Linked DNA regions of Sus scrofa: all the other regions are linked to region 1. The links are chromatin contacts, called in public HiChIP or PLAC-seq maps. All regions are on one chromosome and are shown on one strand. The core of a region is the stretch at or near the end of the contact, and the rest is flanking DNA. Distances in the headings are between cores, read along the strand shown. Region 1 has its middle 170 kb from the start of TAB2. Region 2 overlaps TAB2 (TGF-beta-activated kinase 1 and MAP3K7-binding protein 2). Region 3 overlaps TAB2 (TGF-beta-activated kinase 1 and MAP3K7-binding protein 2). Region 4 has its middle 36 kb from the start of TAB2.

Region 1 (7,391 bases), core at 2,419-4,918:
CCCAAATGCACAGGAGAGGAAGTATGGGACCCCAGGGGATCCCAGGGTGCAGCCTGAGGCAACTACACACTAAAAATTTCTTTGAGGTTGCATGTTTGCATAAAATTCCATACCATATATGTTTAGTCGTTGTAAAGAAAAAAATGATGTGTTGAATTACTCACCATCCAGCAACCTGACCTTTTAAGAGAGATGACCACGCTCAACTCACACCTTTGGACATAGAGGTCGTGTCATGCTCTAGCTGAGCGTCTGCATTTGGGAACCAAACTGCCTGGATGCGAGTCTAGCCTCTGCCTCTTGCAAACTGGATGAACGTGGGCAAGTTCCTAATCTTTCTGTGCCTCAGTTTCCTTATTTATATTAGAAGGATTATGGCAATGCCTGCTTCATAGCTTGCTGGGAATTTTTTTTTTTTTTTTTTTTTTTTTTTTGTCTTTTTGTCTTTTCTAGGGCTGCACCCACAGCATATGGAAGTTCCCGGGACAGGGGTCTAATCGGAGCTGTAGCCACTGGCTTACGCCAGATCCACAGCAACGTGGGATCCGAGCCACATCTGCAACCTACACCACAGCTCATGGCAACGCCGGATCCTTAACCCACTGAGTGGGGCCAGGAATCGAACCCACAACCTCATAGTTCCTAGTTGGATTCGTTAACCACTGAGCCACGATGGGAACTCCTGCTGGGAAGATTTAGAGTTACTATGCATCCAATACTTGGCACAAATGCTCGATCCCACTAGAAAAGCACAGCAGAGATCAATCTGCGGGGTGAAAAAAATAACCTGAAAAATGCTTCCTACTGCAGGAGAGGGAATGTAGACATAAAGCAGTGTGTTTTTGTTGTGTTGGCAAGAACGTTTGGGCAGAGATGTATTATGGCCACTTCAAAGACAGAGTTCTGAATCGGTTCAGGAACGAAATCTGCCTCGCTTTTTTCACCAAGCTGCCGAAGGATCTGTGCTCTGTGAAACGCTGAATAGTATAAATGAGACCACTCAGGGTCTGAGCCCTGCAGTTCTGCGTGTCAACACTCTGCATACTCCCCTTCTTAATAAATGGATAAATTCTACATTTCGACAACGGTGACACTCTCCATGTCCTCCGTGGCGGCTACTTTGTTGGCCGCGCTCAGGAAGCCTGAAAGGCTGCGGAGAATGTTAACAGGCCTCAAACGCGGCCTTTCGTGGCAGGCTCTTAGAAGGTGGTGCAGCGAGAAGCTTCTGAAGCGGGCCCAAGCTAAACACGGGATTTGTCACACGCATGGCAATGACATAAAACTGGTGTGTGATGGTGCCCCTGGTTTTTCTGAAATGCGAGACTCTGGTCCAACCTCTGGACGGGAGGCAGCTGCTCTAGTGAGTTACGTTTTCATCAAATAGCCTTAGAAGCCAGAATCCTTTGTGTGGGGCAAGGAACAGTCACTGGCTCTTTTCTGTTTCCACCGAGGCCAGGACAGGAGGAAATAAAATGGATCAAACAGCACAGACAGGATTTAGTTTGACACAAGAGAAAACATCCTGCCGGTGAGAATTATTGAACAGTCAGGGAGAACTCTGGGGGCAAGCATACAGCCCTCTTCTCTGAATATTTTTTTATTGTTTTTAAAGAATTTTAATTAAAGTACAGTTGATTTACAATGTTCGGTCAATTTCTGCCCTATGAATGTATTTTTTTAAAAGCACCTCAGCTTGGACTGAGGGGAGAAGGCTCTCTGAATCAGGGACCAGCAACCAACATCCCTAAAGGGGGTACCTGTTTACCAGCTCACTTTCTGAAATACTGATGGAGAACACAAGGCCCTTTAGACTGCCTCGTGTACCAAACCTTCCCATAATTGTGGCCAATGGCCTTCTCTTTTAAAGGAGAAATAATGCCAGTGTGAACCATGGGACTCAGATAACTTCTTTTTTTGGCTGCATGCACAGCATATGGAAGTTCCCAGGCCAGGGATCGAAGCCAAGACACCGCTGCGACCTATGCCATGGCTGCAGCAATGCCAGATCCTTAACCCACTGTGCAGAGTCAAGGGTCAAACCCACGCCTCAGCAGTGACCTGAGCCCTGCAAAGACAAGGCCAGATCCTCACCCCGTGCAGCTAATTTCCTAAAGGCCAACCGTGTTGCTTCTCCCAGGGAATGCAAGTCTAATGAACTAGGTTCACCCTGGGCTACAAGCTGAGGTGGGCCCCTGGGTGACAGGCCGAGGGGGAGCTGCGAATGTTAGAGAGGATGAAAGGGAGGCAGGATGGCCCCGGGATCACTCATCCTCTTCTTCACAGTTTTATCGAAGCTTCTATCAACCTACACAACCGCTGAGCAGTAGTGTCCTCTCCTGCCCGTATCCGCCCCAAGGCTGTGAACTCCTTGTGTGAGGATGAGAAGATGAGGGAGACTCCCTCTACACCTGTCATCCTCTGATCCTGAGATGCCTCGATTTTCCCCAGAGCCACACACCCTGCCTTCAAGGGAAGCTCAGAGTGTCCCCAGTAGGAGGCGCATGACATGCATCAGCTCAAAGGAGGATCATTAAGGACAGGGGTAGAACATCTACTAGGAACATAAAGAGAGCATCTATAATTTCATAACAACAGCTAAAACTTATGGAGAACTTCATACATGCCAGGGAAAGTATTCTAAGCTCTTTTCACGTGTTATCTCATGTGGTCCTCACAAAGCGCTTTGTTATTCCCTTTCGTGGACACCCTGGGGGGAACTGTTCACTCAAGGGGTTAGGGATCCTTAGTCTCCCATTGGGTCAGGGAGCAGCTGGGCAAGTCTCTTTTTCTTTCTTTCTTTCTTTCTTTGGGCCACACCTGCGGCATATGGAAGTTTCCAGGTTAGGGATCGAATTGGAGCTACGGGCTGCCAGCCTATGCCACAACACCTGATCCTTAACCCACTGAGCAAGGCCAGGGATTGAACTTGCAGCCTCAGGGATCCTAGTTGGGTTCATTACCACTGAGCCCCAAGAGGAACTCCTCTTTTCTCTTCCTTGAGTCACCCCTCCCTTGGTTCTCTGGTGACTCGTCTCTTCCTCTGAGCTTGCAGGGTGAGGCTGGATAGCCGTGACTGAGAAGCACCCACGGAGCCCCAGGGACGCGAGGAAGGAGGGAGAGGATTAGACCCGTTCTGTTCCAGGAATCGAAAGAGAAGGCCGTGACCTCAGCCTTTCCATCACATCCTTCTCTGGAAGCAGGACTAAGACCACTCTCGCTGCTACCCTCGCCCACACTCCTCTCACTGAGCCAGAAAAAAAAAAACCCTCACAGTCATTGTCATCACAGCCCTCCAGACAGCCTGGACTCGAACTGGCAATCACAATGAAATCCTTTTGCCCTCCCTACCTAACGCAGAGCGGGTTTTCCTTTAAGCATCTCAAACCCACATACACCTCAGACAGAACACGTATCCTGGCAGAACAGCCCAATCAGTAAATCACACTGACAATAACAAAGGTGTCACCAGCTGGTCACACACAGCTCTGCTGAACCTCCCCCCACTTCCTGGTCCTGGGCACATCCCCTGATAATACTCAGAAGCGCTGTCTAAGCACCCCCCCCCCTTTGCTGCCTGGACCAATTCATGATAGCAGTAAAGGTGGGAAGAGAAGAGGGTGCTGGAGGGGGGGGGTCTTGGCCTTAAGCTGGGAGTACTGGGTGCTGCTCCCCACCCAGGCCAGGAGGGGGAGCAGAGCCTCTGTAGAGATTTCCAGGTCTTGCTCCAGCCCGGACACCAGCCAGAGGGAGAATGTCTGGGATGGGCCCACAGGGGACTCGCCCAGCTTTTCAGGCACAGTGTTCACCTCTTCAATTAAAGGACCTTCAGCCCTGTTCCCCGTGAAACCCACACACCAGCTGCCTCTTACCTCCCCAGCTCCTGGAAGAAAAAGAAGTCTGAAGAACCAATGAGAGCCTGCCCACAGGTAATGTTTTTATCTCAAAAGGACTTGAAATTGGTGTGTGGAAGACATTTGCAGCAGTGACTGAGAAGTTGCTCTCCACATTAAAAAGGAAATGTTTCTGCAGAGTTTCTGGAGAGTCCAGAGGAAAAGAATATAGAAGACGGAAAAGGGCTTGGCCACTACCCCTGGTCACAGCAGATGGAGCAGGAATCTCTTTCTCTGGCTCCCGCAAAGGAAACCAAAGTGTCTTGGAAGTGGATGGTTTTTCTTAGGGGGACAAAGCAGAACAGTTGTGCTCATTGCTTTCCCTTTCAGCTATTTCCCCTCAAGGAAAGAGGTTAATAAGGCAGTTATGGGTGGGTTGGAGTTTTTCTTTCTGTCTTTTAAAGTGGCTAGTTAGCTATCCCTGCTACATGTGGGGATGAAATTCCAAGTTCACCTTTTCACATGAAGTCCAGAGGGGTAACAATAGAGCTTTTCACGAAAAGAATTTTTTTTTTTCACCCTTAGGACATGATTCAAATAAAACTGCAGAAAAAAGAAGATGATGTGGGAAGAGAATCAGGGTCATGACTCTGGCAAAAGCCAAAAATGAGGAAAAGAAACATGAGCAAGAACCCACAAAAAGACCAAGAAAGACGGTGAAAGAAGAAAGAACAGGGTCATGGAGAATGCCCGAGCATTAAGGCCCAGCATGTGTTTATTCCTTCTTTTGAATCTCTCCCATTTGGCAAAGTTGAATCCAAGAGAATTCAGGGAATAAAATGGTCAAACCTTCATGTTTTCACCACTGAGTAGAAACTGGTGTATTCTCATGATCATTGCCTTCAAGCCCCAACTTGCTCATACAGCCCACACTTTCTGCTGTGATAACTTGGAGAGATGAGAAAAGAAAAGACTCCTGGAGAAATGACAGGAGATGCTGCTGGGCTAGTTCTTGCCTGACTCTGTTGAAAGTCAGATGGTGAAACTCAATCTTCCTGAAATCTATTTCTCCTGCTGAGCTTATGATTAACTACTCTATCCAGAACTGTACTTCTGTTCTTGTTTTGCCCCTGTTTCCCTCAGGATTGGGAGTATTAAAGATAAGGGGGGATTGAAACTGAGCAGAACGCTGCAGGGCCCTTCTGGGTACAAAAGCATCTCTGTGTTCCCTGTTTCTTGTTTGTAGAAAAAGGCTTTAGTCTCCTAGGTCTTCCCTGAGTTCCAAAGAACAGACTTAAGCAGTTACTAATTAGGGAAGTAAGGGAATGCAGAAAGAAAGGGAAAAGAGTCAAGCAAGAAAAGTAATGATAGCTTGGGAGTTCCCATTCTGATAATTAGCCTGACTAGTACCCAGGAGGATGCAGGCTTGACCCCTGGTCTCACTCAGTTGGTTAAGGATCTGGCATTGCCGTGAGCTGTGATGTAGTTTGCAGACACGTCTCAGATCTGGCCTTGCTGTAGCTGTGGTATAGGCCAGCAGCTGCAGCTCCAGTTCTACCCCTGGGAACTTCCATATGCTACAAGTGTAGCCCTAAAGAGCAAAAGAAAAAAAAAGAAAAGCAATGATAGCTGAAACAATAGTTCAGCACAGAGTCCTCCTTCTTTCTCAAGGAATATACAGGACAGTCTTATGCATATCTTGGAGTTATTCTGAAGAAATTAATAGCCCCCTTCTCCCCCATGTGGAGGTTGGTGACTACCTGCTGAACGCGAGCACATAGAACCCAGGCACTTGGAACCAGAAAGCTGATGATTAAGAGTTCCAAAACATCACCCAATAATCTCACCACCAACCAATCAGAAGAAAGTCCAGGAGCTGCAACCCTCACCCAAAATATTGCCTTTAAAAGCCCTTCCCTGAAAGCCACCAGGGAGTTTGAGTCTTTTGAGTATGAGCTGCCAATTCTCCTTGTTTGGTGCCCTACAATAAATGCTGTACTTTCCTTCACCACCACCCGGTGTCAGTAGGCTGGCTTTGTTGCATGGTGGGTGAGCAGACTAAAGTTTGTTTGGTAACAATTTAATGGAGAACTACCTAGAATTTAGGAACAGATTCAAAGAGAGCTCTGAGTCTCAAGAGGAAAACATCCTTTGGTAGCATCTCTGGGACTTGCAGATAGGTTTCTACTTTGAAGTCCTGGATTTTCAGATAAGTAATGTGTTACTTGCAAAAGTAGTCTGATTATCCATCAGGCAACATTCATAGGTTCAGTAGGAATTCATAGGAGCAGAAAGGCACTAATGAGGGTCTTGACATGATCTGGGGGCCCCAAGAATATAGAAAGATCAATCTTCTCTGTCATGTTTGGCTCTTGAAAGAAGAGACAGATAGGGGATTCTGGGGAAAAGAAAGAGTACTGACAGGCAATAAAAGCTGAGTTTCTGAAATTTTCACAAGAGGCTTCTACATCCTCCATGTATACTATGATATTGAACAAAGTCTTTGTTTCCCACTGTTCATTTCTTAACCTATCTAAAACAATTAATGAGAAAGAAAACCTGTATAAATAAAGTGTCCTTTAGACTAGCCCATTAAAAAAAGAGCTGTACATTTAAATGCTGCACACAACAAAATAATACTTATTGAAAGGAAAGGGAAAAAATAGACCCCCAAAGGAGGGGAAAGAGCGAGAGGTTCTAGATAAAGAGACACATTTCCTACCAAAAGAAGTATGCAAACAAAATAGACTGGGCAAAAGACGCTAGAGGAAAAGCGAAGGAAGCTAAACAATGGCTTTATTGATTTAAGACATGTGGATTTCATTAGGAAAGCTGAATGCATAAAAATGGGTTGTGATATCTGAACCAAGGCAAGGAGCAAAATTAGGTCACAGAGCTCCTTGGACAAAAGAAATGATGAATCTTTATTAGGGAATTGGACTCAGAGGTAAGAAGAAAAAAAAAAATAACTCTTTTCCTCCTCAACCCCCCTTTGGAGATTTTTTTAAGCCTTCAAAGGTAAATCTACATGCTGAACTAAAATGGTAAATCCCAGAGCCCCCCTTTTTGACATAGCATCTGCACTGCCAAAGAATCCCTGGTCCAGAAACTGGAGATTCCTGGGGAAAAACACTCATGCTGATATGGAAATAAATAATGGAGAGATCAAAGCAACACTTGTAAGATGCCCCAATGGCCCCAACGCAAAGCTGCAGCTGAATTCGAATGTAATAAAGTAGCCATAATAATATTGTTTCCCTTGGATAGACATTTTCCTCTGAAGACCTCATAACCCATGGTAGCTTATATAAAGTTGATATGCTGTTCATATGGGAGCCTCGTTTTAATAATAATGGACAAGAAGTCACAATCACTGAACTCTTCAAATGAGAAAATTTGTACTTCAATAGATGCATAGAAACTGTGACGGGAACCCTTTTGTATAAACCTTGTAATTTAATTTTGACCCTTAGGCTTGGCAGGCCAAGCCAAGGCAAAATTTTTAGTTAAAAAAAATTTGTCTTTTGTATCTTTCTTTCTGTTCCCTTCCCTCTGTGCGTT
Region 2 (6,939 bases), core at 2,120-4,619, 230 kb after region 1:
CCTGGACTACATATCCTGCATCTAATCCTCTGCCACATACCTCAGCCCAGCAGCCAAATCAGCAAGGCCACCAGACCTCTCATGTCTACATGCCCATCAGTTCACCTACTACTCCACAACCACCAACAATTCATTCGTCTGGTAGCTCACAGTCTTCTGCCCATAGCCAATATAACATTCAGAATATTTCAACAGGACCTCGAAAAAACCAGATTGAAATTAAACTTGAACCCCCACAAAGAAACAGTTCTTCAAAATTGCGTTCTTCTGGACCTCGAACCTCCAGCAGTTCTTCGGTCAACAGCCAGACCTTAAATAGAAATCAGCCCACTGTTTACATAGCTGCCAGTCCCCCAAATACTGATGAGGTGATGTCCCGTAGTCAACCTAAGGTCTATATTTCTGCTAATGCCACCACAGGAGATGAGCAGGTCATACGGAATCAGCCCACTCTCTTCATATCCACAAACTCTGGAGCATCTGCTGCTGCCAGGAATATGTCTGGGCAAGTGAGCATGGGTCCTGCCTTTATTCATCACCACCCTCCCAAAAGTCGAGCAATAGGCAGTAACTCTGCAACTTCTCCTCGAGTGGTGGTCACTCAACCCAATACAAAATATACTTTCAAAATTACAGTTTCTCCCAATAAACCCCCTGCAGTTTCACCAGGGGTAGTGTCCCCTACCTTTGAACTTACAAATCTTCTAAACCATCCTGATCATTATGTAGAAACAGAAAATATTCAGCACCTCACGGACCCTACTTTAGCACATGTGGATAGAATAAGTGAAGCACGGAAGTTGAGTATGGGATCTGATGATGCTGCCTACACACAAGGTAATAATAATATTGGAGGTGGGATCATTTTCCATTCTGGGCTTAATTGGTGTGCATTTGATTTCACTGAAGAAATGAGTATCAGTTTTATTATTTTATCTTTTAAATGTTACCTCCCAAAAATACTGTCTTAACCTTGGAGAGTATTCATCATATACATTTTAAATAGCAATTTTATTATTACTTGAAGCTTGAATGATAGTGTTATCAGATTTTCAGAGTAATCAACTGTTATTTGTTAATGTTTATAAAACTCTCTTTGCAGTAGCTCATCCATGGTGATGTTAACTTTCCCTTTAAATTTTCTGCAAATAAAAATTCATAAAAACACAGATTTTAATAAGAAATTAGTGGACTAATATAGTAATTCTTCTTTGACCAGAAGAATCCTCTGGTCTTCATTTTTTAATACAATGTTTTCTGTCTTATTTTATATCAAAGTTTAAAACGCTGTGATTTCTTGAATAACTCTGAAGGAGATATCTGAATCCTTTTCCTGATAGTTGTTTCTTTCTGCCTCCCTTAAAAATCAGTTAATGTTGGAGTTCCCATTGTGGCTCAGTGGGAACAAACCTGACTAGTATCTGTGAGGATACAGGTTTGATCCCTGGCCTCACTCACTGGGTTAAGGATCTGGCGTGGCTGTGGCTGTGGTGTAGGCCAGCAGCTGTAGCTCCAATTTGACCCCTAGCTTGGGAACTTCTGTATGCCACACCTGTGGCCCAAAAAAGAAAAAAAAAAAAAAATCAGTTAATGCAACCTTTCTTTTTATTTGGAATCGTGAATAAATAGTTTTAAATCTGTCTCACTTGGTTATCCTTTTCTGAAATAAACTAGCTAACATTGGCATAATATTAAATTATATCTATATTCAATGAGGATTTCTATCATATATTTTATCTGACCCCTTAAATTATTTAATCTTCAGTAGGAAACTGTTAAACTCATTCAGATTAAAAAAAAGTGAAGTGTTTGTTTTCTTGAATATTGATGTAGGTTAACATAAATTAGCTGGAGTCCTTTAGAGTTAGAATGTATCTTAATCATCTTTGTATCCTCAGTGAATTGTGCCAGGTGTTATAGGTTGGAAAATACTCCGTCATCACCCCCCCGTTGTAGCATGTGGCCTCCTGCTACCACTAGTACCACTTATCCTTTATTTAAGAGTAGTAATTTTACTGCTGAGTATCTTAACAGAGCCTGATTGTTTTGGTTTATTTTATGTTTTAAACAGTTCTAGTGATTCTCAACCTAAGGTGGACTGTGGCGATTTCAAAGTCTATAATCACCTATGAAGCTTTCAAAAAACCAAAATGTCTAATACCAGCCCAGACTTACTCAATTAGATTTCCTGAATGGTAAAATCTAGGTGCACATGTGCAGGTGTACACATGTGTGTTTTAGAAATTCTGCTGAAACTTTTCTGATTTTTCCATATATCTGTGACTAAACTAGAACCATTTTTGTTTAATTTCAGCAGTAAATGGTTTTTAATAATACTCTGATTTTTTTTCCACCGATAGGTAATTCTCCTGTTTTTCCCCCAAAATCCTTTCTTCCACTCTCCTTCCATCAGAGATTTCCTATGTTTGGATAATTGCTGATTCTTAAATGGAGAATAATTTTTTTTCTTCCAGTTTTACTGAAATATAATTAACACACAGCCCTTTTTAAGGTGTACAGCATAATGGTTTGGCTTACATACATCATGAAATGATTACCGCAATAGATTTAGTGAACAACCATCATCTCATAGATACAACACTCTATTATTAATAGATTTTAAAAATGTATTTTCCTTCTGATGAGAACTCTTAGGATTTACTCTTAACAGCCTTTGTTTACAACATACAGCAGTGTTAATTATCTTTACCATGCTGTACATTTTACATCCCTAGTATTTATCTTTTTTTTTTTTTTTTTGGTCTTTTTGCCATTTCTTGGGCCGCTCCCGCGGCATATGGAGGTTCCCAGACTAGGGGTCTAATCGGAGTTGTAGCTGCCAGCCTACATCAGAGCCACAGCAACGCGGGATCCGAGACGTGTCTGCGACCTACACCACAGCTCACGGCAACGCCGGATCGTTAACCCACTGAGCAAGGGCAGGGATCAGACCCGCAACCTCATGGTTCCTAGTCGGATTCGTTAACCACTGCGCCACGACGGGAACTCCCTAGTATTTATCTTCTAACTGGAAGTTGGTACCTTTTGACTGCCTTTGTCTAACCCCCCTCCACCCCTGCTTCTGATAGCCACAAATCTGATCTCTTTTTCTGAGTTTGTCTTTGAAGTATAATTGACCTACAACACTGTTATTTCCTAGTGCACATCGTGATGATTCTATATTTCTGTACCTTTCAAATATTACGTAATTATTGACTGTATTCCCCAGACTATACATTTCATACTTACGACTCAAAATTTTGTAACTGAAGTCTGTACCTCTTTTTTTCTCATTTTTGGCCACCCCACCGCACATGGAGTTCCCTGGCCAGGGATCAGATCCAAGCCACAGTCACAGCTTAAGCCGCAGCTTCGGCAATGCTGGATCCTTAACCCACTGTGCCAGGGATCTAACCTCCGACCCAGGATTCCCAAGATGCCACCAGCAGAAACTCCAAAAGTCTGTGCCTCTTAATCTCCCTCACCTATTTCTCTCCTCCTCCCATCTCCCACCCCAGAGAGTAAATTTTTCTATGAAAATAGTTTGATAGGAAGTTTCCATTGAAGTAGACATAAGATATTCATATTTAACTAGAGTGCGAAAATATGGAGTTGCGTAAAAATTGCTATTTCCCCATTCTGTCTTGCATCTATACTGGTCAGGACTTTTCCCACTGCAGTCCACCGCAGCTCCTTCTGTCAGGGCCATGACAGCATTGTTGCTAAACCCAGGGGTCTTTCAGCCCTTGGCTTCCTTGATCTGGAGCAGTGTTGGCCTCGGTCAGGCACCCTCTTCCCTAGGAAACGTTGTGCTCATTTGACTTACAAAGTAGGATACTAGACCAGGATTCCACCTCTCCTTTCATTCTCTGGTGGCTCTCCCTCATTCTCTGACCTTTCGCCTCCTGGTTCTTCCACTCTTCTAAGAGCTGAAAGCAGAATGCCATCCGTTGGGCTTCCTCTCTCTCATGTCTTGACCATCCCCTAGATGATCCCAGCCTCATAACTTTAAATATTCTATGCTGATGGTTCCAGATTTGTAGCTTTAACCTGAGATTCCCTGAATTTCAAGCAGTTCATTTAACTACCTACGTAACAGCTCCATTTGAATGTTTACCAGGCATCTCAAGTTTATTGTGTCTGAAACAACTTCTGACATTGTCCCCAACTTTACTCTTCCCATCTCAGTTAATGGCAGCTTAATCAGGCCAGAATCCTCAGAAACACCGTTGACTTCTTCTTTCTTTCACATTTCAGAGTAGAAAAGTAAGTTGAGCCAGGTGCCTGAATCATAGGAAAATATTTATCCCATGTTGAGGAGAGAACACACATAATTAATTTGGTAACCAAAATGCATTATTTTTCATATAGTATTTAAAATCTAAGTATATTACAGTAAAAACTTCGAAAATGAGCATTTGTTTGTAAAAGATATATTGTTTGATATGCCCTCTGGTGCAGAATGAGAAAAAGAGGAAAATTAATGCAAATTCTGCTGGGACCCTGTTCATCTCAGTGATGCCAGTTCTATCACCACCACCTCCTCCATAAAGGCAATAAATTATACTCAAGTCCTTAAAGCGTTATAAGACTCAGAGACAAAAATGAGTCCCAAATAAACAAATTCATTTTATAGAGAGATTTAAAGTCTATCAGTATGAAGGAGATTCTTGTTTTACCTGCTAAAGAGAACAAATATTGAAGTGAAGATTATTTACCAATAGTAAGGTTACTGGCCAGATAACATTTCCTCCCTTGAGCCAGGCCACCTGACTCTATATAACTTCTGAACAGTATTAATAAATATTTTCATCGTTCACTGTATTCTGAGATTTTCTAGTGTCCTCTCCCACTTGTAAAAGTGTACTTTTTGTAATACTGACAACTTCTGTAGGTAGGTAGAACAAACTTGACTCATTCAAATCAGTTTTCATCCCAGGGAGGTGGGAGGCGGGGATGACCCATGGTCTGTATTTGGTATAATTACCTGAGCCTCTTAATAATTCATATCACTGGCAAAAATGATTTCTCCTTCTCTGTCTACAGAGGGCATCTATGGTATTGATGTAGCTAAAGTCATAAGCTTTTTCTTTTTTTTTTGTCTTTTTGCCATTTCTTGGGCCGCTCCCATGGCATATGGAGGTTCCCAGGCTAGGGGTCCAATCGGAGCTGTAGCCACCAACCTACACCAGAGCCACAGCAACGTGGGATCTGAGCGTCTGCAACCTACACCACAGCTCACGGCAACGCCGGATCCTTAACCCACTGAGCAAGACCAGGGATTGAACCCTCAACCTCATGGTTCCTAGTCGGATTCGTTAACCACTGCGCCATGATGGGAACTCCAGTCATAAGCGTTTTTAATGATACTTTAATACCTCTTTTTCCCAGGTATATTTGTGGTCCTATCAAAGCTGTAGCTTTGACCTTGAACCTAAAATAGAAATAGAAATACAAATGAAGTGAAAATTAGCTTCTTGGACTTTGTATCTCTCATTCCTTGCCCTTTTTTTTTTTATCAGTACTTCCCTCTAAATCACAATACCTTTCTGTTTAACAAGATTTAATAAAAATGCTAGTCATGGCAAAAATTGAGGGGACTACATATTCTTTTAAAAAGTAGATATCAATTTATATTTTTTAATTTTAATTTACAATTTGACTTCTGTTCATCTGCTGATTGGAAATGCCATTTTTCGGATGTTGACTCACAGTGTTGACATTGAGATTACATTAAATTAACTCAATGATTAAGCTTAACTGACATCAAGCCACTTAAAGAATTTTTTTTTTTCACATCTGCCGTATTTCTCATAAGTTTTTCCCAGTCTTAAGACCTTTTCAATTTGGAATAAATCTCAGGGTTGGAAGAGTCTAGAGACTTGAAAGTTCACCTAGAACTCTGCCAACAGAAGTTATCTAGTCCACTTACCCATCTGACAGTTGGTCCTGCAGGATTCCTTTCAGTTAGAATGGGTTTATACACTTGAATACCTGTGAGAAACAAACTGCCTTCTAAGGTAGCACATTCAGGTTATTTCCTTTGTCAATCTTTTTGTACAAGTATTTTAAAAATAACATCCATATGGTAAGAGAAATTTAACCCCCCAAAATGAAGATACAATAAAAACGGGTCTCTCTTTGATCCCTGACTTGTCCCTTCCCACAACCATCTCAGCATTTAATCATCAGAGGTAGTCTCCATTAGCAGTTCTTTATCCTCCTTCTCTTGATAATTACACACACGTGCACACTTTCTCTCTCTCACATTCCCACTTTTTTTAATGGGAACGCAGTATGCATATATGGGTATACATGAGTACATGTAAGTGGGATTATATAATATATATATTCTCCGCAGTTTGTAACAGAAACATACCCTATGGGAACATATATACACTTTTTGCTTAATATAGCTTAAGATCATTTTACTTCAGCATGTACAAATATTTCATCCTTTTAGTTTACTTTTTAAACCTTTTTAGTCATTATTTTAACATTTATTGAGGTAATGTTTATCACATGCAATTAACTCATTTCCAGTGTACAAGTCAGTGATTCACAGTATAGTCAACATGTGTGCAACCATCACAACTAATATTAGTACATTTTCATCACCTCCCTGTCCCGTCACCCCCACCCTCAGCCTAAGTAGGCACTAATCTACTTTCTGTCTCTGCAGATTTGCATATTCTGGACACTTCATATAAATGGAATTACATAATAAGTTGTCTTTTGTCACTAACTTTTTTCACTTAGCATAATGTTTTAAAACCTAATCCATGTAACTTCATTCCTTTTTATGGCCCATTTTGCATTGTATAGATAGAGATTTTGTTTATTCATTCAGCAGTTAATGGACATTTAGGTTGCTTGCAACTTTTGGATATTATGATGTCGCTGTGAACACCTGTGCACAAGTTTTTGTGTGAATGTATG
Region 3 (7,402 bases), core at 1,958-4,457, 250 kb after region 1:
AAAATCTGAGGTCAATGAAATGGAAAATAATTTAACTCGAAGGCGTCTGAAAAGATCAAATTCCATATCCCAAATACCTTCAGTAAGTCTTTCTATAACTGTTGTGACTGCTATGCTTGAACATGAGAATAGGCAATCTGTCATAAGTGTAAAATCTTGATCTAGTTTTTTAGAAATGCTCTTAATTCATACTTGGTTTTATGTCCTTATCTCCTCCCTGCAAAACTCCACTCTTTCTAACTAATAACACAAGAATTCAATGTAAATCCTTCTCACATGGAATTATTTTTCAGCTCGAAGAAATGCAGCAGTTGAGAAGTTGTAATAGACAACTCCAGATTGACATTGACTGCTTAACCAAAGAAATTGATCTTTTTCAAGCCCGAGGTAAAGTTCAGTGCATTCTTAACTGAAATTCATTGTATTAATTTACCATCTCATTTCCTGTAGCTGAAAACAGACTTAACAATTGTAATCTTACTGTTTCAGATTTGACTTTGGAGCCAGATAGTGTTAAATAACTCTTGGATTTTTATTTTCTTTTACCCTCCCCCCAAAAGTTACATATTTGGCTGAGGATTAAGCTGATAAATTTTATATCCTATAGTTACCCTTTGGTCTTATGTTATGGAAAGACAACAATTAGTATATGTCTGGCTGTATTGCCAAAATACAGTATTGCTGTTATGTATGTGTTAATATAATCCGTTACATTATTTATCAAGGTTAAAATGTATGTATTCATATACCTTTTTCCTTTTACCTTTCAAGAATTACCCTTCTAAGAACATAATTAAAAAGGCACCCCCACCCTAATGGCACTATCTTAATTCATTAGAGAAAAAAATTAAAATATGGCTTATATGTATTTTGGGACAGTGATAGTGTATTATGCTTGAGCCATTATTGACAAGCAGTAACTGCTTATTATAGAGTAAAGTATATTTACAATTCAGTTTCATAAACAACTAAAAGGAAATTTTATAACTGAAACCTGATTCTTAAGTTTGAGAAATAATAGAAACATATAAAATGGAAAAAAACAGGAAACGGAAGGAAGCCAAAAAATAAGAAGTCCTTAATCACATTTTTGAGTATGTGCCCAAATCCATTAAACTGAAAGATGATTTGTTTTATTTTCTTTTCGTAAGTAAGCTGTTTATATTGAAACATTCATAGAAAATGCCATAATTTACATTTGGAGAGAAAAAGAAAGTGCTGGTCTACAAACTTCTAGCTCTTGAACTTGTTCCTTTTGTTTAAAATCTGAAACGTTATATTACATTAGTGCAAGGTTTTTATACTTACTTGAGGCCAAGGTATTTAGTTGCTTAAGACCATGTTTCACCACTTAAAATTATATTTTAAATTGTTAAATTTTGGCAGTTCCCTGGTGGCCTAGTGGGTTGGGTTAAGGATCTGGCATTGCCGCTGCTGTGGCTTGGGTCACTGTTGTGGTACCAATCCTGGGCCTAGGAACCTCTGTATGCCACAGGCAGAACCAAAAAAAAAAAAGAAATTGTTAAGTTTTATGTGAACTTGTCATCGGGAACAAGGGTCTAGTCTAATTCTGCTACCGTCTTACAGCATTAATTTGACCTCCCCAGTTGACCTCTGTCACGGGTACTGTGACAGAGTACCTCAGCTGTTGTGAAATTCTTACATGTAATTTGAGATTAGAGGTGCAAAATAAATGAAAAGCATTTCTTCTACTTATACCCTGATGTTAAAATATTTGGTTTTTTTTTAATTAAATATTTTTGAGCTATAAACATTAATATACTTACTTTTTATATATTTCAGGACCACATTTTAATCCCAGCGCTATTCATAACTTTTATGACAATATTGGATTTGTAGGTCCTGTGCCACCAAAACCCAAAGGTTAGTGTATCCAGTAAGTGTGAAAACTGTTGCATTTTCAAAAGCAAGATTTTAGAAAATTTTATTTTTAGAGCAACCTTTCACTCTAGAAGGGTTCAAATGTTAGCTTCCTTGGGTAGATTCATTAGGAAGATATTTATTTTCACTTACATGCTGGAAATTGGGGAGGGTGCAAAAATGTCATGTACTTAGCTCTTTAAAAGTAATACATGTGTCCTTAGGATTCATTATATACTCCCAAAATTCAGGTCTTGGGGAAAAAAATCACCAGGTACAAAAACACATTGTTTGAAATTTTAGACAAATGGGAAGGAAGATGTCTTAGGGAAGTTTATTTTTCATGAGTATCCTGTTTTATTTAGTTTATACATAATTCTGTATAATCAAATATTCTGAATTCCAACCGGATGGTTTTTGAAAATTACCTACTGTCATTTTTATATCATCGATATTTGCAGACTACATACACCAAACTGAGAAATGTCAAAACATTTGTGTAGGTTTTTCTTCCAGGCATTAAAAAATACAGAGAAAAGGAAACAAGAAATAACAAGTATGTTACTAGTTCTTTGGTTTTTTACAAGAATTTTTCACATTCTCATTCAGTATCCTGTTCTCCCCACTCCCTTGTTTTTGTTCAAGTGTAATTTAATTAAGCATCACTGTATTTTCATGTTTTTATTTAAATGTTTTAAACATAGCTGAACTGTTATTACAGAGGAACAAAAGTGAGATTAGGGTATTTGGCACAGTATGTGAGTGAGAAAATGTTCAGACATTGGATGCTATGTAGGTGTTAATCGAACAAAGGAATAAAGAAATGAGTAGTAGCCTAGCTTCTTAAAGTAAGCAAAGTGAGTTTTTAAACTCTGAATGAGTTGCCTTCATGTAATCTTTTTACTCTTTCAAAAACTAAAATTTTTCATATAAAAAGGCCCTGTTTTGTTTCACCATGGAGTACTTACCTGTTGAGAGAAGGAGGGAGGTGGAATATAGAAGATTTTGGTCTCAACAGTTGTTGAGTGAGGGTTTATTTTACTATTCTCCCTACGTCCATATGTGTTTGAAATTTTCCATGATAGAAAGAAAGAAAAGGTCCATTACTTTAAAAACTTTTCACAAAAGATAGAAGCTTGTGTGCTGGCAATTTTTGGAGAAATTAAAGAATCAGTCATGTTTGCCTTAAAGCTAAAAAAAGGGAGTTACTAGTTTCACTTAAGAATTTTCCTTAGTTCTTAAAATCAGTTCTGCTTTACAGTGCAGGGTTTTTAACTGCTAAAATGAGGTGTGGAAATCACAAGTCCTCCTTTGCAATCTGACTTCCTCTTTTTTTTAATTCCGGTGGTTACTTAGTTTCCAAATACCTCTAATAAAGAGAGTCATAATTCTAAGTACTATAGGAGATTGTCCAGAGGTAAGAAAACCATTGGAGATTTTCACGTTAAAAAAAGTTTAGGTCCTGGAGTTCCCGCCTCAATAGATTGAAGTGTTAATATAGATTGAATTTGAATGGCCTCCCTAAAAATCTTTGTTTTGTAGTTAAACAAAAAGGGTGGACAAAATTTTACTAAAAATGTGCCAGATAGGAAAGTTTTCTATCGTGAGTGAGGTCAAAATTCTAGTAAGTAGAATGAATTATCCCCAGATTAAAACAATTATTCTGTAAAATGTTTCCCAAGTATGGGGTGTGAAACAATTTTAGATGGTATAAGTCAAACTTTTAAAACTGCATTTATTTTAATGTGGTGTAGCTGATACTAGTACCAACTTGTGCTGTCAGATCCTTATTTTTCAAATATTTTTTCTTAAACCTTAGGTATTTGTTTTAAATTATTCAGTTTAAATAAAATTACTATATAAGCAGCACTCTCAAGTTGCTCATGCATATGCCAAAAATTGTGATGATGCCTAAAAATTCTGACAATGCCTGAAGTGGGAATTTTGCAATAAAATATTTAAGACTGATCAGTAAATAAAGTGCTGCTAAAGGGGTGCAAAGTGCCAGACATCACTTAATCATTTTAAATTTTTATGTTTTCGTGTATTGTATATAATAGTTTGTTGAAATAGCAGAAAAGGCATCTTGTAGTTACTAGTTCAGGGGAATAGGTGGAATTTGCAAATTAATATCCATTATTTTAACATAGTTTAGAACTACAAACGATATACCTTGACAGGAGAAGTCCAACAATGCGTGCTCCATTTACTTTAAATCTCCCCAAAATAATTTGTAGGAATACTATTATAAATTATAATGAGACCTCCCTCCCCCCAAAAAAAGTTGTTTTGTAAATTTAACTTCGTCTTAGACACAGTCATTGAGGAATGTAATTATTCTTAGATTTAAGATACTTCTGACCATTCAAACATTCTAGAACATTGGCCTCTTAAAGCTGCAGTGGCTTTATTTTTCCTAATTTATTTCATTTTTTTAAAAATTTTTTTCCTTATAGTTGATTTAAAGCTGCAGTGACTTTATAAGTAAGAAAGATTATACCTAGAGGATTCATGATTTATCTAAGATCACAGAGCAAAGAAATCAAGAGTTAGTAGGGAGTTCCCATCCTGGCTCAGTGGAAATGAATCTGACTAGTATCCATGATGACACAGGTTCAATCCCTGCCCTCACTCAATGGATTAAGGATCCAGCGTTGCCGTGAGCTGTGGTATAGGTCAGAGAAGCAGCTCGGATCCCACATTCTGTGGCTGTGGTATAGGCCAGTGGCTAGAGCTCCACTTTGAGGGGACCTCCATATGCCACGCGGCCCTAAAAAGACCAAAAAAAAGGGAGAGAGTTAGTAGCAAAGGCGCAGTTCTCACAATTCTCAACCTCGTATTCTTTCTACCGTTCCATAATAAATACAATTTTAAAATAAAATGAGAAATAGAGTATGGTAAAATTTTACACTGATTAACTTCTCCAGTGTTTATCGCTGATATTTAGTTAAATAGTAAAAAGATTTTAGAAATTAGTTCATCTTTATATCTTACTGGTGTTCAAGCTTAGATTTTTAGCAGATAGAGAACATTTAATAAAAACTTCCATTCCTGGAGTTCCCGTCGTGGCGCAGTGGTTAACGAATCCGACTAGGAACCATGAGGTTGCGGGTTCGATCCCTGCCCTTGCTCAGTGGGTTAAGGATCCGGTGTTGCCGTGAGCTGTGGTGTAGGTTGCAGACGAGGTGAGGCTCGGATCCCGCGTTGCTGTGGCTCTGGCGTAGGCCGGTGGCTACAGCTCCGATTCAACCCCTAGCCTGGGAACCTCCATATGCCGTGGGAGCGGCCCAAGAAATAGCAACAACAACAACAAAAAAGACAAAAAAAAAAAAAAACTTCCATTCCTGGTAGAAAACAGAACTACAAATACTACTTCGGTGGAACATGAGACACAATAAATGCACTTACGAGTATTGCATTGTAGTTGGACACCTTTTTGAGGTCTTGGGTGATTTTGTGGGAATCTTAGCCATTTGCTAATTGATTTCCCTTTTCTCCTGCTGCAAGTTGGGAGAGATGATGCTCTTTTCCCCTTTGAGGTGATTCTGAGCTGATTATGTCATGTCTGTGTTGCGATTTCCCAGCTAAGAAGTGCCAGCCTGATAGAGGCTGCTGAGGATCAAGCATGTGTATCCGTTTCAGCTAGAAGCTTCATTTGGTTAACAAGCTCCTTCATGCTGGGCAGTACAAAGATTGTTTCAAGTTGTCAGTAATTTATGGCTTTGTGATTTTTGCTTCTAAAATAATTCTTTTGCTTCCTTACAGATCAAAGGTCCTCCATCAAAACCCCAAAGTCTCAAGACACAGAAGATGACGAGGGGGCTCAGTGGAATTGTACTGCCTGTACTTTTTTGAACCATCCAGCCTTAATCCGTTGTGAACAGTGTGAGATGCCAAGGCATTTCTGAGCCAAGAGGCCCTGTGTCTTCTCTAAAACCACATCTGAAGTTCAAGAAACCAGTCTGTCATCAGGGGGAGAGTTTCACTGCTTAGGATTTTGTCAAATTGAAGGTGCAGCAAGATGGTGTCGTGCTAGTGTCAAACGTCAGCCCACAGAGCTAATAATACCTCAGTCTAATGTCACAGGCAGTTGAAAGTCATCACATGAAAGGGGATCTGCTGAAAGACTCGGTTGCCCGCTGCCTAACCATGTACAGTGTTACCCGCAGCCCGTTGTGGATAACTCTCAGTATATCCATGCCTGAGTGTTCCCGGTGCCTTTTCCCCTCATGTCACTACTGAATTTTGACAGGAGGAAGGAATAGACAGTAGCTTTTTTTCCTTAAAGCTTTGGTGAAACACTACAAACATGAAGAAAAGGAACAAGGTTTAACTATTTAAAAACTGTGTGCTGCCGCTTAGTGCCAATGGATAGGGGAAGAAGTTCACAAATCTGTGGTACTCTTGGCCTTTGTCTTTGTCTTCCCTGAAAATGTCTCCACTCTGTGAAGCCAGCATCTAGGGTCTAAAGATGAACAGGAAAGCAGCATGCATTGTCTGTACAAACATGGAGTGAAATATCCCCAGAGCTTTTCCTACTGTACAGATCTCTTGAGTCTGCTTTAAGTGATTTCTTTTCTTCCTTATTATTTTCTTATATTTCTATATGTATAGTGTAATAGTCTTTTGTTAACTAATTTTCTTTTTTCCTTTTAGTGATTAAGCACGATCATGTCCCTTTTTAAGCCTTACCTGAGCGAAGCAATGCCTTAAAAGAAAAAAGCATTAATGAAATGAAACCATGCACAAAATAACTTTCCTCTCCTTCCTCTGTACTTTGCCCTCATAAGTGCCGATGTTCTGTGAAGACATACGATGCTGCACAGTGAACTGCAAACAATATTACAAGACTTATGTCTGTAGGTCACACTATATACTGACCTTCTCAGTGGGTAGCACAATTCAGTATTTTATCTTCCACAAGGAAGCCTAAAACAAAAGATATTTTTAACCCACTGACAGCAACAAGGTTAAGCTTGCTTTACCTGCCGGTGTCCCACAGAACTTTCACCAGAGATTACTGTTGGGAAAGTACAGTTTCAAAACCAGCAACAATAGCAGTACCTACAGCCCTTTTTTTGGAGAGAAATTTATATGCTTTACTGTTGGGGCAGTCCATTTCTAAACCTGACTTGGTGGCAGTATCTTCTGTATTTATAAACAAGGCTAGTCATATTTAGGACAACTGAAGAAAAGCTGGAAAAAAGAAAAACAAGCAGACTTGAACACTGAAGCAACCTCAAGCATCTCTTTATTTTGATGATATATTTTTATAAGGAAAATAAGTATTCAGATGATCAGGAATGTATATAACTAAATGAAATCAAGAAAAAGAAATAACAGTATGCATTTAAACAAACAGAATTATGAAATTATATATCAATGCTTAGAACGGGGCTAAAGGAAGTGCTGTAATGTAGCAAGAGATAGATAATGTAGACTGTCACCCACTGTAAATGTTTGCAAATGAATATTTTTTAAATAAACGAAATTATTACAGGTGATTCTATATGAATGTCAA
Region 4 (7,180 bases), core at 468-2,967, 130 kb after region 1:
GCGGGAGCGGCCCAAGAAATAGCAGCAACAACAACAAAAAAGAGAGACAAAAGACAAAAAAATAAAAAAAATAAAACTTACTACAAATGATCCTTTTTTTCCATTTTTAAATTATAATTTACATATTGTAAAGTTCACCCTCTTTTAGTGTGTATTTCTTCAAGTTTTGACAAATGCATAGAGTCGTATGACCCCGCCACAGCAGAATGGTTAATAGACTAGTTCCTTGACCCTAAAAAATTCCTCTGCAATCAACCCCTAACACCTTCTCTAGCCTCTGGCAACCATAGGTCTGTTTTCTGTCATCTGATATGTAGTTTTGTCTTTGCAAGATTATCATACAAGAAAATCCTACAAGACATCAACTTTTGAGTCTGACTTCTTTCACGTAGTGTAATGTATTTGCGATTTAGCCATGTTGTTTCAGGCATCAGTAACTCATTCCTTTTATCACTAAGTGGTATCTCATTCCGTGAATGTATCACATTATGTTTATCTGTTACCCCACTGAGAGACACTTGGTTTGTTTCCAGTGTTTGAATAAAGCCACTACAAACACTCACACACAGGTTTTTGTGTGAACATAGGTATTTATTTCACTTGGGTAAATACCTAGGAGAGGAATTGCTGGGTCATATGATAAGGGTATATTTAACTTTACAAGAAACTGGCCAATTGTTTTCCAATGTGGCTGTGCCATTTTGTGGTCACACCAGCAATAGATGGGAACGCCAATGGCTCCTATCCTAGGCAGAGATTGATAACAATACATTTGTTTAACTATCCTAATAGGTCTTTGATGGTATTTGCGGTTTGATTTGCATTTCCCTGATGATTAGCAATGTTACACATATTTTTATGTGCTTATTTGCCATCTATATATCTTCTTTAAAAAAAGTCAGTTTAATTCTTTAGCCCGTTTTTCTGTTTGTTTTTTTGTTTCTTTGTTTTGCTTTTTAGGGCCTCACCTGGTGCATACAGAAATTCCCAGGCTAGGAGTCGAACTGGAGCTGCAGCTGCCAGCCTATACCACAGCCACAGCAACGTGGAATCTGAGCCACATCTACAACCTACACCACAGCTCATGGCAACACTGGATCCTTACCCCACTGAGCGAGGCCAGGGATAGAACCTGCATCCTCATGGATGCTAGCTGGGTTTGCTTCTGCTGAGCCACAGCAGGAACTCCTCTTTGGCCCATTTTTAACTGGCTTGTTTGGTTTTCTTGTTATTGATTTTTAAGGGTTCTTTACATATTCTGGAAACAATTCCTTTATCAGATATATGCTTTGCAAATATCAGCTCCCCATCTGGGGCTTTTCTCTTCAGTCTCTTAGCTAATGCATTATTCTTATTTTTTCATTTCAACTTGGACAGTTGAAAATATTGTCAAGAATGTCATTGGCGTGACAGTGTTTGGGAATCCCTGCTATGTGGAACACAGAGTATGGGCAGGGATGTGAATCATTTCTCTAGTGAGCTAGTTCATACTGTACACAGCTTAAGCTTACTTAAGAATGGGTAGGCAGCTCTACTGCATGGGGTTATTCAAGAGCCCAGGTTCTTTCAATCTTGTGGCTCCATCATCTCTGGCAGATTGTCTTCCTCTGCTTGGTTGAAGCTCATTCACCATGATTTTATCTGCATTCCTACTCTAAGGAAAAGAGGAAGTAGAGGGCAAGCCACTTCCTTTTTAGGAAATGACCCAGAACTAACTAACATCCTCTTGGCCACATCTTAGTCACTTCTCTACAGCTGGCTGCTAGGAAGGCTTGAAAGTATATTCATTAGCTGGGCAGCCAAGTGGTGTCATTAAAACTCTATTACTATGGAAGAGGATATATTAGGGGACAGTAGCCATCCACCAGAGATAGAACATGGAGCTGTCATAGTTAAAATCAGATCTTCTTACTCAGGACAACCAGAAAGCAGAAGTTACGCAAGCCTTTGCTTGAAGTCACTTCTGAGGTTAATAGAAAGTTGAATGGATGATTTTTCTCTTGCTTTCAAATGAGCAAAAAGAGTTGGGAAAAAACGGCATAAAAGAGGGAGCCAAGCATCAATTGTGTCAGACGCCCCCACCAAGCCAGTACTACACACCTCCAGCCCCACCCTCAACCTTCCAAAGACTGAGTTGACAGAGAGGTAAGAGGAAGTTGTTGAGTAATTGCCTTGTGGGGAATGCAATTTTCTGTGGTAAGGGGTAATTCCTTCCTCATCCTGGGAGAAGGGAGAAGGCTGTGTCCCTTCTCAAAGGTAAAGGAGTAAAGCTCAAAAAAAAAAAAAAAAAAAATACTCCTAAAACCAGAGCAGTGTTTCTCATTCCAGGGCAATTTTGCACCCCGGGTAGGGTGGCCCACAATCCTGGTTTGGGTTGGGACTGAGGACTTTCTGCATGTTTTAGTTTCCTATGGCTGCTATAACCAATAAGCATAAATTTTAGTGGATTCAATGATGCGTACTTATTATCTTACAGTTCTGGAAGTCAGGAGTCTCCCTAGACTGAAATCAAGGTGTTGCGACAGGATTGGGTTCCTTCCGGAGGTTCTTGGGGCGAATCCATCTCTTGCCTTTTTCCACTTCTCGAGGCTGACTGCAGTCCTCGGCTCGTGGCCCCCTCCCATCTTCAACGTCAGCGAGTGCGTCCCTCTGATCTCTGCTCTTGGCGTCACATCTCCTTCTCTGACTCTAGCATGGCTGTCTCCCTCTTCTAAGGACCCTTGTGATTACAACAGGCTACATCATCCAGGATAATCACCCCAACTCAAGACACCCAACTAATCACATCTGCCAAGTCCCTTTGGCCATGGAAGGTCATGTATTCGCAGGTGTGGAGGATTTTCACATGGACAGCTTTGGGGGCACCACAGCAGGTGCACCACACCAAGACATGGGGCTTTTAGGCATAACGCCAGGGAAGTCAGTCACCCTAGCACCAGGAGACATTCAGCAATTTCTGCAGACACTTGTGACGGTCGCAACTGTCATCTAGTGGATAGAGGTCTTAGAGAAGAAGGAGCAGTGAGCAGCACTGGCATGGAATCGATACCTGAGTTCCCCGTGGCTTACATCCTGGGGAAGAGACACTTGAGTGGCTCTTGTGGACGGGTGCCAAGAGGTATCTGCCCTGTTAGTGCCGTACTCTGAAGATAGGGCTACCAAGTGAGGTCTACCAGCAAGGGCAGACTGCCAGGGCAGGGCTAGAGGAGGCTGGTTGAGGTTGGGCCAGGGCCAGACCTTCCTAAGAGGGAATTGTGCAGGGAGGAAGCTTCCCGTGCTGACTTATGTATCCCATGAGAGAATCAGCCTTGGGATGCCTGGCACAAAGACGGCATCATGTTAGCAAAGGAACCAACAGCAGAAAAGAAAACGAGCAGATGGTCTTTGTATCCCTCCCTCCCGTTGTCCCTGGAAATGAAATGGGAAAAAGGGAACAGACAGACCAAGCCCACACACAGTTTCCTTCCTTGCTCACAGCTCTTTTAGCCAAAAGTCTGACCTGCAGTGGGGGTGTGGGAAAGTTTTGAATGAGATACGTGATTAGAATTTAAGCTGGACTGATGTCGCTTGTCCTGTGAGACTTCTGGATGACCGAAGGCAGGATCACCCAGCCTCAGCAATTCAAACGCACTGCTCTTTATTCATGTCACCCAGAAAACTGTTGGTTCTGGGCTCTGGTGCAAGATTCCACCACACTTTTGAGTTTTGGACTGAGGTCCTCTCATGTCTCCAACAATGCTTTTGGTCAATGGAAATATTATACTTTTAAGACATAAAACTAGATTATGAAAGATTTAACTTGTTCCCGTTGTGGCGCAGTGGTTAAAGAATCCAACTAGGAATCATGACGTATGGGTTCAATCCCTGGCCTCGCTCAGTGGGTTAAGGATCCAGCGTTGCCTTGAGCTGTGGTGTAGGTTGCAGACGCGGCTCGGAGCGGCTCGGATCCCGTGTTGCTGTGGCTCTGGCGTAGGCCGGTGGCTACAGCTCTGATTAGACCCCTAGCCTAACTCCGTATGCCGCAGGAGCAGCCCTCGGAAAAGGTAAAAAGACAAAAAACAACAAAAAAACTCTACCTTGTCAAAAATAGAAGCCTGCTTCATTAGCATACAGAACTCTTATTCAAATAACAGAATCTAAATGCACTCACCGTACAGAATAAGTTAGTTATTATATTTTATATTCCTTTTATTTTTATTTTTATTTTTTAAATTTTTTATTGAAGTATAGTTGATTTACAATATTGTGCCAATTTCTGCTGTTCAGCAAAGTGACCCAGTCACACATACATAAACATTCCTTTTCTTATATTATCTTCCATTCTGATCTATTCCCTTTAAATGACTCATACCACAGAATTAAAGGCATGATATTCATGATTTTGGTATTTGCTATATTTTTCACTTGAAAACAGCCTAAAGGGAGTTTTAGAGACACGGTTTATGATACAGTTAGTCCTAATTACAACACTCTTTGAAAACATCTTAATAGTATAAAATTAAATGCTACCAAATGGAAATAGAGACCTACAGAGAGGAATGAAGAGCATTAGAAATGATAACTGCTTGGGTAAGATTTTTTGCTATTATTATTTAAAAGAAAATTAATGTACTGTTTAAATAAAAATAACAATGTAGCTTAAAGATACATGAAAACTTGTATATAGATATATAAGCATAATAGCACAAAAAGAGGGAGGAATAGAAGTGAAAATACACACTTGTAAGGTGCTTATACTATATTTGAAGTGGTAAAATGTCACCTAAAGGTAGACTGTGATAGATCGAAAGGGTATATACCAAAAACCTGAAAGGAACCAAAATAGCAAAGCAAAGCATTATAACTAGCAAGCCAACAAAGAAGATGGAATGGAATCATAAAAACATGTAATTAATTTAAAGAAGCCAGAAAAAGAAAAAAGAAAAAAAAAAAAGGAAGGACTAAATAACAGATGAGACAAAAGGAAAACAAATAGCAAGATGACCAATTTAAACCTAACCTTATCACTAGTCATATTAACGCAAGTGGGATCTAAACATCCAAATTAAAAGGCAAACATCGTTCAGAATGGATTAAAAAAGTGAGACAAGTATATATGTCCCATAAGAAACATACTTTATGCATAAAGACAAAAAAAAGATTAAAAGTAAATGCTAGAAAAATACATCGTGCCAAAGCTAATCAAAAGAAAAACAGAGTGGCTATAATAATATCTGGCAAAATCAATGGCAGCACAAATTTTTTTTTTTTTTTTTTTTTTGTCTTTTGCTAGGGCTGCACCTGCAGCATATGGAGATTCCCAGGCTAGGGGTCGAATCAGAGCTATAGCCACCGGCCTACACCACAGCCACAGCAACGCAAGACAAAATTTTTACCAGAGATTTTTTTTTAAAGTCATTTCTTAATGATAAAGGTGTCAATTCAGCAGGAAAACATAATAATCCTACATTTTTATGCCTCTTACAGCAAAGTGTCAAAATACATGAAGCCAAAGTGATCGAAGTGCAAGGAAAAACAGACAAGTCCATAATTACAGTGAAAGAGTTCAATAACTTCTGTCAATCGCTTATAGAACAAATAGAAAATCAGGGAGAATATAGAAGATTCAACCAGAATCATTCATCAATTTGACCCAATCGACATTTATAGAACATTCCTCCCCCACAAAAACAACGCAGACATTCTTTTGAAGGGCCTGAGGAATGTTTAGCAAATTAGATTATAACCTGACTCATAAACAAATTCAAAAAATGTTCAAGGTTCAAGCCATACAAAGTATATTCTCTGACTACCATGAATTAAATTTGAAATTAAAAGGATGGAATGAGAAATCTTTGAGATTATTAAATGTGTGACTTTAAAAAGTTACTCACTGGAGTTCCCCTCGTGGCGCAGCAGAAATGAACCAACTAAGAATCTCAAGGTTTTGGGTTCAATCCCTGGCCTCGCTCAGTGGGTTAAGGATCTGGCATTGCTGTGGCTGTGGTGTAGGCCGGCAGCTGTAGCTCTGATTCAACCCCTAGCCTGGGAACCTCCATATGCCATGGGTGCAGCCCTAAAAAGAAAAAGAAATAAAAACATTTTTAAAAATTAAAAGCAAATTAAAAAGTTACTCACTGCCCCTTCAGATCCTATTTTAGGGCAAAAAATCAGGACAAATCTGAATTCAACAGGAGTTGACTCTCTTTCCACAACAAAGTCCGAGACTGTGACTGAGTCACGTGAATTAGTCACACCCCGAGAGAGCTCTGCTTGCCACCACGCTAAGGGGGAGCAGCTCTTGTTATACAGGCTAAAGAAAATATTGCCTGCCTTGAAAAAAAAGATCTCTTCCCACCCACCTCAGGCCATAACACATCACAGAAAAGCATTCCAGACTGCTGGTTCATAATAAATTTCAACTGACTAGGGGAGATTAGGGGATCCATCCGGGCTGTGGGGGCGGGGGTGGAGGATTGGAGATAAAGGAAAAAAAAAACCTTTTAGTGGAGATTTTATTTCCTACCTTAACAAGCAAAAGGTTGACTTTTCGTCACTGCTTTGTCACCCTAGAAAGAATAATCTAATAGCTCTTTAACAAACATTTCCCCGGTTCTATGGTAGGAAGCGCCCTGGCTGAAACCTTTTAAGAACAACCCTCTCCTCTCCCACCAGGCTCTGTCTCCACCACTGGGATGCTGGTCAGTGGGTCTAGATAGTAGAAGCCAAGGACTTTGGGTCAAGACCTGTGTAAATAGATTGGGAACCAAGAGGAAATAAAGAAGTCATACGAGTATAATGGAAATATGGAAGAGGCAGAGAGGGTATGTTCTATCTTTGTGTAATATGACAGGAAGGTCACTGATAATATCTAGAATTCATAAATCACAAGGTAGGGGCAGAAGAGGTGTAGAAAGAACTGCGAGAAGAAATAACTCAAAGAGACGTGGTTGAGTAAGGGAGGGCAGGGTACTATGGCTTATAACTGTGTGCGTATCTTTGATTTTTAAAGAACATTTTAGGGAACTCCTGTTGTGGCCCAGTGGGTTAGGGATCTGAGGTTGTCTCTGTGAGAAGGCAGGTCTGATCCCTGGCCTCTCTGAATGGGTTAAGGATCCGGCGTTGCCACAAGCTGTGGCGTAGGCTGGCAGCTGCAGCTCTGATTCAACCCCTGGCCTGAGAAATTCCATATACCGCATGT

The links. HiChIP or PLAC-seq counts read pairs in DNA pulled down with a chosen protein or histone mark.
Region 2: a contact with region 1 is called in an H3K27ac HiChIP or PLAC-seq map of alveolar macrophages, with 9 times the contacts expected there. The contact joins two enhancer-like sites. A contact is called at or near these places in 1 of 47 Hi-C or Micro-C datasets (embryonic fibroblasts) and 1 of 2 datasets of contacts at active chromatin or transcription factors (alveolar macrophages).
Region 3: an H3K27ac HiChIP or PLAC-seq map of alveolar macrophages shows a contact between it and region 1. The contact joins two enhancer-like sites. A contact is called at or near these places in 1 of 47 Hi-C or Micro-C datasets (blood) and 2 of 2 datasets of contacts at active chromatin or transcription factors (alveolar macrophages and skeletal muscle).
Region 4: an H3K27ac HiChIP or PLAC-seq map of alveolar macrophages shows a contact between it and region 1. The contact joins two enhancer-like sites. A contact is called at or near these places in 1 of 47 Hi-C or Micro-C datasets (embryonic fibroblasts) and 1 of 2 datasets of contacts at active chromatin or transcription factors (alveolar macrophages).

The regions. Positions count from the first base shown.
Region 1 is chr1:16,780,463-16,787,853 of Sscrofa11.1, reverse strand. No RefSeq gene overlaps it. Among named protein-coding and RNA genes, the nearest start is that of TAB2, 170 kb to the right of the region's middle. Within about 2 kb of position 3,668, at least 6 of the 83 cell types and tissues checked have an H3K27ac peak or open chromatin away from gene starts, as enhancers often do. A contact at or near this core is called in alveolar macrophages, where this site is marked.
Region 2 is chr1:16,552,706-16,559,644 of Sscrofa11.1, reverse strand. It overlaps TAB2 (TGF-beta-activated kinase 1 and MAP3K7-binding protein 2), which reads left to right. Exons shown (of 8, transcript XM_013992499.2): 4 at 1-837. Among named protein-coding and RNA genes, the nearest start is that of TAB2, 56 kb to the left of the region's middle. Within about 2 kb of position 3,369, at least 2 of the 83 cell types and tissues checked have an H3K27ac peak or open chromatin away from gene starts, as enhancers often do. A contact at or near this core is called in alveolar macrophages, where this site is marked.
Region 3 is chr1:16,533,571-16,540,972 of Sscrofa11.1, reverse strand. It overlaps TAB2 (TGF-beta-activated kinase 1 and MAP3K7-binding protein 2), which reads left to right. Exons shown (of 8, transcript XM_013992499.2): 5 at 1-82; 6 at 294-387; 7 at 1,804-1,884; 8 at 5,647-7,402. The coding sequence ends at 5,789. Among named protein-coding and RNA genes, the nearest start is that of ZC3H12D, 74 kb to the right of the region's middle. Within about 2 kb of position 3,207, at least 1 of the 83 cell types and tissues checked has an H3K27ac peak or open chromatin away from gene starts, as enhancers often do. A contact at or near this core is called in alveolar macrophages, where this site is marked.
Region 4 is chr1:16,644,723-16,651,902 of Sscrofa11.1, reverse strand. No RefSeq gene overlaps it. Among named protein-coding and RNA genes, the nearest start is that of TAB2, 36 kb to the right of the region's middle. Within about 2 kb of position 1,717, at least 4 of the 83 cell types and tissues checked have an H3K27ac peak or open chromatin away from gene starts, as enhancers often do. A contact at or near this core is called in alveolar macrophages, where this site is marked.